Regions from separate parts of the Mus musculus genome. Here region 2 is linked to region 1. A link is a contact called in public HiChIP or PLAC-seq data. All regions are on one chromosome and are shown on one strand. The core of a region is the stretch at or near the end of the contact, and the rest is flanking DNA. Distances in the headings are between cores, read along the strand shown. Region 1 overlaps Tox3 (TOX high mobility group box family member 3). Region 2 overlaps Gm39220 (a long non-coding RNA gene).

Evidence for each region. HiChIP or PLAC-seq counts read pairs in DNA pulled down with a chosen protein or histone mark.
Region 2: an H3K4me3 HiChIP or PLAC-seq map of embryonic basal ganglia shows a contact between it and region 1, with 2.5 times the contacts expected there. The contact joins two enhancer-like sites. A contact is called at or near these places in 1 of 115 datasets of contacts at active chromatin or transcription factors (embryonic basal ganglia) and 1 of 9 other capture datasets (embryonic stem cells).

The regions. Positions count from the first base shown.
Region 1 is chr8:90,253,422-90,256,647 of GRCm38.p6, forward strand. Tox3 (TOX high mobility group box family member 3) reads right to left here. Exons shown (of 7, transcript NM_172913.3): 5 at 854-1,081. Among named protein-coding and RNA genes, the nearest start is that of Tox3, 93 kb to the right of the region's middle. Within about 2 kb of position 1,465, at least 20 of the 459 cell types and tissues checked have an H3K27ac peak or open chromatin away from gene starts, as enhancers often do. A contact at or near this core is called in embryonic basal ganglia, where this site is marked.
Region 2 is chr8:90,518,785-90,522,010 of GRCm38.p6, forward strand. Gm39220 (a long non-coding RNA gene) reads right to left here. Exons shown (of 3, transcript XR_879076.1): 3 at 2,039-2,414. Among named protein-coding and RNA genes, the nearest start is that of Gm39220, 15 kb to the right of the region's middle. Within about 2 kb of position 1,622, at least 36 of the 459 cell types and tissues checked have an H3K27ac peak or open chromatin away from gene starts, as enhancers often do. A contact at or near this core is called in embryonic basal ganglia, where this site is marked.

The DNA of each region.
Region 1 (3,226 bases), core at 215-2,714:
GTTAAGTCTGGGGCAGTATTTTCCTAGCTCCTTAGAGTTCCATTTGGGAACATACATCCGTGTGGGGTGTATGGTAATAAGCTTCATGGAAAGCCAACAGGCACATTCAATAGTTGCACCATTCCATTGAACAAACCGAGGGACCGAGTTCATGATGTGCATTCTGCATGCCCCCCTTCTGAAGCCACCATTCTGTTTCATCACGGATAGGGGTCTGTTCTCCCATAGATATATAAAACTCCCGTTGAAGGTAATTGGAGTTTTATGCAAGCAGGGAGAACCAACCCCAAAGGGCCCCTACTCTTCTCTTCATTTGTGCTGAGTAGTTGAAGAGGGAGCAGGCCCCTGAGGAAGTATCTCCCACCAGCATGGCGAATCTCTGAATACCTCTCACACTACCTAGCTTTCAAATGAACTTGGAATAAAATTTCAAATGCCCAGTGACAATAATGAGACACGCAGAGGCAGCTTCAAAGTTTGGAAACGCACCAGGATAGCGCAGGAGTTCAGAAAGATGATCAATGGAAAAGCAAGCAGGACGGACCTAATCCCTTTGTAGGGTCCTTTCTGAACAAAGGGTGAAAATTCCGCATTATTTAAAATGAAAAGATTATCATCAAAAGTTTATGCTTGCAGGCCGCTGGCCGGATTTCTCCCAAGTCTCCTGTGAATGGATTCTGAACATGTACCCTTAACTTGACTAAAAAATCGATACAAGTAGAGTTGTTTGGATTTATTTGTGTGTGTGTTAATTCCATAGCTTAGATGGGCTTTCTTAAGAAGCAATCATAGTAGATGTAAGGAATATTCCGGTAGCTTTTTAAATGATGCCCATGGCAGAGGCTTGTCCTACCTGCTTTTGCTCCTCCCCAAGGCTGTCCCACATAGATGCTACGATTTTCGAGACTTCTCCGAAGGTTGCGTTGGGGTTTTGACCCTTAATTGCAGCCTGTGTATCTCTGAAAAACAGGGCATATGCTGACACTGGCTTCTGAGGCTCGTTGGGATCTTTCTTTTTCTTTTTCTTTGGAGTCTTGGGCTTCTTGCCAGAATCTGGGGCTGTTCTTTTCTCTCCAATGGCCTGCAAAGCAGGAAGAAAATTCACTGCCTAGAATGAACTTGCAGAAAATGCAGCAAGACCTACCCCAAGCCACAGTTGCTCTTTGAAGGTTTTGTTCAGCATCGTCAACAGATGAATTACCACCAAAAGCGGGGGAGGGGCTCACTTGCTCAGAGTTAACTGGACAGCAGAGATTAGCATTTAGAACACTGATTAATGAGACCAGGAAGTAGCTTCAATATATTCGCAACATATGCTTTCCATGGCAATTATGAGTAATGAAAGCCCGAACACTCTGTACCAAACCACGCTATCTATGCTACACACACACACACACACACACACACACACACATGAGAGCAAGACAGTTCACAGTGAGGTGGTTTAGGAGGAAAACCTAATAACATTTTGGATGTAGATCATATTAGCATATTTTAAACAAGGCCCCCTGCCATAGCTACATGCCATCTGTATGACTGGTCAGAATTGATTTTTGTGTGGCTGATTTTTTTTTCCCTCTTTTACAAGAAGGTTGCTGTGCTAATGAGCCTCTGGAAGTGCAAATAGAAATTAGCTGTAATCACTACACTTGCACAATAAAGGAAAGGTCATCTTTATTTTCTAAAATAATAACTTTCTAAAGGACACGATAACGAGAAATATAAAAATGTCAAAACCACTTTAACTAGAGATAGAAAAGAAATGAATACTCATCGTAACATTAATAGCCTGTAAAAGAACACAAGTTGCTACTTAAAACCACCGAGACTAACAGGAAAGCTAAGAGAAAGCTGTTCATTACACAAGGTAAGTAAGCCTGAATGCACAGCACTGCACAGAGACAGGGTCAAAGTGCAGACTCTCAAGTCTTACATATGTAATAGGTAGAGATCCAAATCTATACACAGCCAAGCTTCCTATTCACGTGCTGCTGTTGCCTGCTATTTATTAACTGTTTATTTTTATTTTATATGTATGTGTATTTTGTCAGCATGTATGCTTATACACCACATGTATGCACTGCACATGGAACTCAGAAGAGGGCATTGGATCCTCTGGAACTGGAGTTACAGAAGGTTGTGAGCAGCCATGTGGGTGCTGGGAACCAAACCTCAGTCCTCTGCAAGACCAGCAAGTGCTCCTGATCACCAACCAGGTCTTCTCTATAGACTTCATCACCTGAGCGTTACTGGCGATATCATAGAAATACCCATACAAGAGGGAAGGCAAATGACTCACCACCTCTGCTTTCTCTGACCTAGTTACAGTGCAAGTACACTGAAGTTTTTTTTTTTTTTTTTTTTTTTGGTCTGTGGTTATCTTTATCAAGAATCCCCCAGTGTTTGAGAACATATCGCTTTAAAAGCCAGATTTGGACCTGATGAACAACTATTGATTCAAATTTGGATCAATTTGGATTTTTATGAACTTGAACCTTAATTCAAATATTACTGGAGTTTTAAAACTTTCTAAATGAGCAGAAATTGGAATTTAATTCAATTGCTAAAAATTCTTAGGGAGGAACACCCTTTCCTGGAGAACACTACATACTTTAATCTTTGACAAGCACTGGATGCCTTCGAGTTTGTACTGTTTGGAGTGGCAGCCACATCTACAAAGCATACAAATGGACTTCGCTTCCCTTCCTTCTCAAAGACCAGACTTTAGAACTCACACAGTTAATTTGGTAATTCTGTAGACCCCATAGCCTTCCTTTCCCCCATTTTTGAGAGAAAGCATGACTTTTTATTCTGCCCAATGCCTGGAACCTAGATGGGGAAGCAGACCCCTCTCAGGGAGATACTTCCCAGCAGCCAGGCTCTTTCTGTAAAGCTATAGTCATGTGTTCCCAAGTTCTGAGGCCTCTCTTGGCAAAAGGCAATTTGTCCTGATCAAAATTATTTTTTAAGACTTAACTAGAAATGAAGAGTCCCACAGTTTCAACAGCTCATAATACATTCTCTAAAACAAGCAAAACAACTGCAACATGTTTTCTAGTTAACTCCAAAGTGTTGAGAATTCGAGAAAAGTTCCTTTGCTGACAGGAGGTATATAAAGATCACTTTAATCCTTCTTTATCAGATAACTGGCTCTAAAGGTAACAAATTAGTCTTCACATAGACTTAAACCCTCTGTTAAAATGGAATAAGGCAGGGCCGGGTCATC
Region 2 (3,226 bases), core at 372-2,871, 270 kb after region 1:
ACTGATGCTGCTTAGATCCTCTTCCTCCTGCCTACTGACCTGGAAGACACAGACCTGCGTCGCTGGCTGTGGCAGCTTCTTTCTCTACTGTACCGGATGAATAAACCTCGTTTTTATTTCTCTGCTTGTTAAAAAAAATCAAGGTGGGAAGACATTGAGTCTTCTATAGACCACTAAGTTTTTCTAAATTTAACCTAGATTATTCACATTTACTTACAGCAAAGGCATACAAAGAGAGCAGCTACAGTCAGCTTCATAGTGACAAAGGTCATTTTACTATTAAAAAAAACTGTAAAGAAGATACCCCCAAAGTATCTTTGCCTTAAAAGTTTATTTTTTGCTTATTAGAAAAACTTGCTGACTTGGCCTTTTCTGTAATTGTTGTTGTTGCAATAATGATGAAGATCAGAGCCTTGCATACACTGAACAAATACTCTGCTACAAATATCCTTCCCTGCTTGATTGGTCAGGTTGACCGGTTGACCGTGTGCTTAAGTGATGTTAGAAACCTTATTAGGGATTAGCACAAGACACAAAGGAAGTTCTTCAGGACCCCTCGCCCAACCCAGACTAAGTTCCACAGCAGCCACTTCTCTTCCTGAACCTCAGTATGTTCATCTGACAAATGGGCACAGAAAAACACTCTCTGCTGACTATCACGGTTGTTATGAATGTGAAGTGACAGGCAGATGCAGGTATCTTCCCCAGTCCCTGTTGCTGGAACTCACTCTGCTCCCTCCAGAGTCAAGGCAGCAATTAGGGATCTCTGAATGTTTTCTCTAACTCTCTGGCCTTGACTGGCTTAATTCAGACCCTGAACATTAGTTTAACAAAGTGCTTTCATGTTTATTATATTGGATTAGCAAATTATAAGCTATCATGTGAGGCTATCGAGAACACCCGAGCAAATGGTTTTCACACGGGGAACCGGCGTGTTCTCACCATATGGGCTTCATTTATTACAGCTTTGGACCTGGAGCTTAGGGAGAGCCAACCTCTTTACAGAGGGACTCCTGAGGCTTGGTTGCTAGGAAGCTCCAAAAGCTAGTGTTTTTAATGAGATTTAAAGTATCATAAATTATATATTATTTTCTGCACTTAGGACATTCATAGCTCTTTGGTTGGTTTCGTGCTTCATTTCACATAGGTGACATATAATCCCTTTACACACAAAATGCCTGGCATCGGAATTCCCTCCGAAGTCAGAGCAGAATTACATTTCAAAATTTTGTTTTTCCTCCTTAAAAATAAAAGCTGGTCTTTTGTCTTGCTTTGTCTCCCTCACATATGTCCAAAGCAGACAGTGAATACATATTTATTTTCTTAAAAAAAAAAAAAAAAAAAAAAAGAATGCCCTTTCCTAACAACAATGACTCTAGTGAGTATTTTGTGTTGAGTCTGGAGCTGCCGTTAATAAAAATTCTCATAATTCCATTTCTAATGAGTCAGTGCACTTCTGCAGCTTAATTCCACAGATGATTACAGAGGCAGTATTTAAAGAGACTGCTTAGTCACTACCCTCCCTCACCTCCCCTCAGTTCGCAGCATTAAGTACAGAGGCAGCCATTCCACAAAAGAAATTCAAAAACTATCTGGTTTAACTGCCCAGCTTTAAGGAGGCCAGTCATTATGCAAATGAGATGCCCGCAATTGGCTGATGGAGGCACTGTCTATTTGCATAAGAAAACACAGCTCTCCTCCATTCCAAGGGCCAGGGCACGCTTCTGCCCAAGTGGCTACCAATAAGACAAAAGAAGGTGATTCTCCATCATTTTTTTTGAAAAGGAACTTTAAGATCTTTAGAAAACAATGGGCTTTGGACCAGGCTGCCTTTTTAGCATCCCTATATGACACTTCTCAAACGGTACTTTTTACTTGGCACATGAATTATGTTTTAGAGACACAGGGCACCTTCTGGAACTTCAGGGCTCTTGCATTTAATATGTTTTACATTTTGCTTCTAAACAAATTCAGGGTTCTTTTGAGGCATGATTGATCAGCTCTAAAACATTTTTATGAACATTTAAAAGTGGAGGTGTGAGACATCTGAAGGCAACATCGTGTGCAAGCTAAAGGACAGCCATATGCAGGCCTGAGGGCACTGGCCTTCCACGACATCTTCCGTAACAGTAGACCACCTCTCCAAAGGCTTCCTGTTGCTCAGTTCTTGCGCTTCTAAGAGCTGTTGGTTGCAGGTTTCCATTCTTGCCTGCTGGCTGTGTGTACGTCCTTGCTGACCAGTCAGAAATCTGGGTCTTACTTAGTATCTGTGTCCCACATTCCTTCCGTTCACCTCGAAGACAAACGTCTTTTCTGACTGCATACTGCTTCAATGGGACACACGGTACCAGACACATCAACTTAGGAATCAGGTCCTTCAGCTTCTATACCAGAGTAGAAGGACAGCAGAAGGGCTAGAACAAATGGCAAACAGAAGATAAAGGAGTTTGATGGCAGATTCAAAGGTGTGCTTGAGCTAGAAGGAAGAAGCACGCACAGGCAGATTTGTACATATGCATATATATGAATGCATCATGTACCTGAATCATTATATTAGCTATATACACATAAGAGATCCCTTGCTTGCTTTTGCTATATTTTCTACAATTATCACTCACTGCAAATTTTGGGTACTTTATTTTTGTTGAATTTTTTTTTAATTTCCTGCTTAAGATTCCAGCAGGTGTGGCTGGCTATGGAAGCCTGGATACCCTGGATACCAAGCCTTTGGACTCTGGTGTCCTGACGGTAAAGGAGAAGGCTGACTGCGAATCTTTTCCAAAGCGCCTGTGTTGAGTCATCTATGAATATCTGATTCATCCTGAGGATAAAATAAGAACAGGGAACCGTAAGGACAAGAGATCTGAGCAAACGTTCGTCCTGATGCTCGCCAGAGCTAAGGCGGTCAGAGCACTTGGAGATCTTCCAAGATGTCCTCTTGTGAGGATTATTTGAAAGAAACTTCCTGCTCTGGGTGAAATGGCTGGGGTTGGGGTGGGGGTGGGAGATGGAGTGGGGAGTCCTCTCATTTACTTCAATCCCTTAAATAAAGAGTGAGAAGCCCCAGTGAAAAGGTGACTTAAAACTTCCACATCTTAAGTCTTTCTAGAGAGAGTCTAGAGCATATACCACCAAAGAGGTGCTCTCTTTAATATTAAATCATTCCCCACTTGACCCTTAAATTGGATGGCCATTCCTTACAAATTACCTGCAATCATCCAGGTTT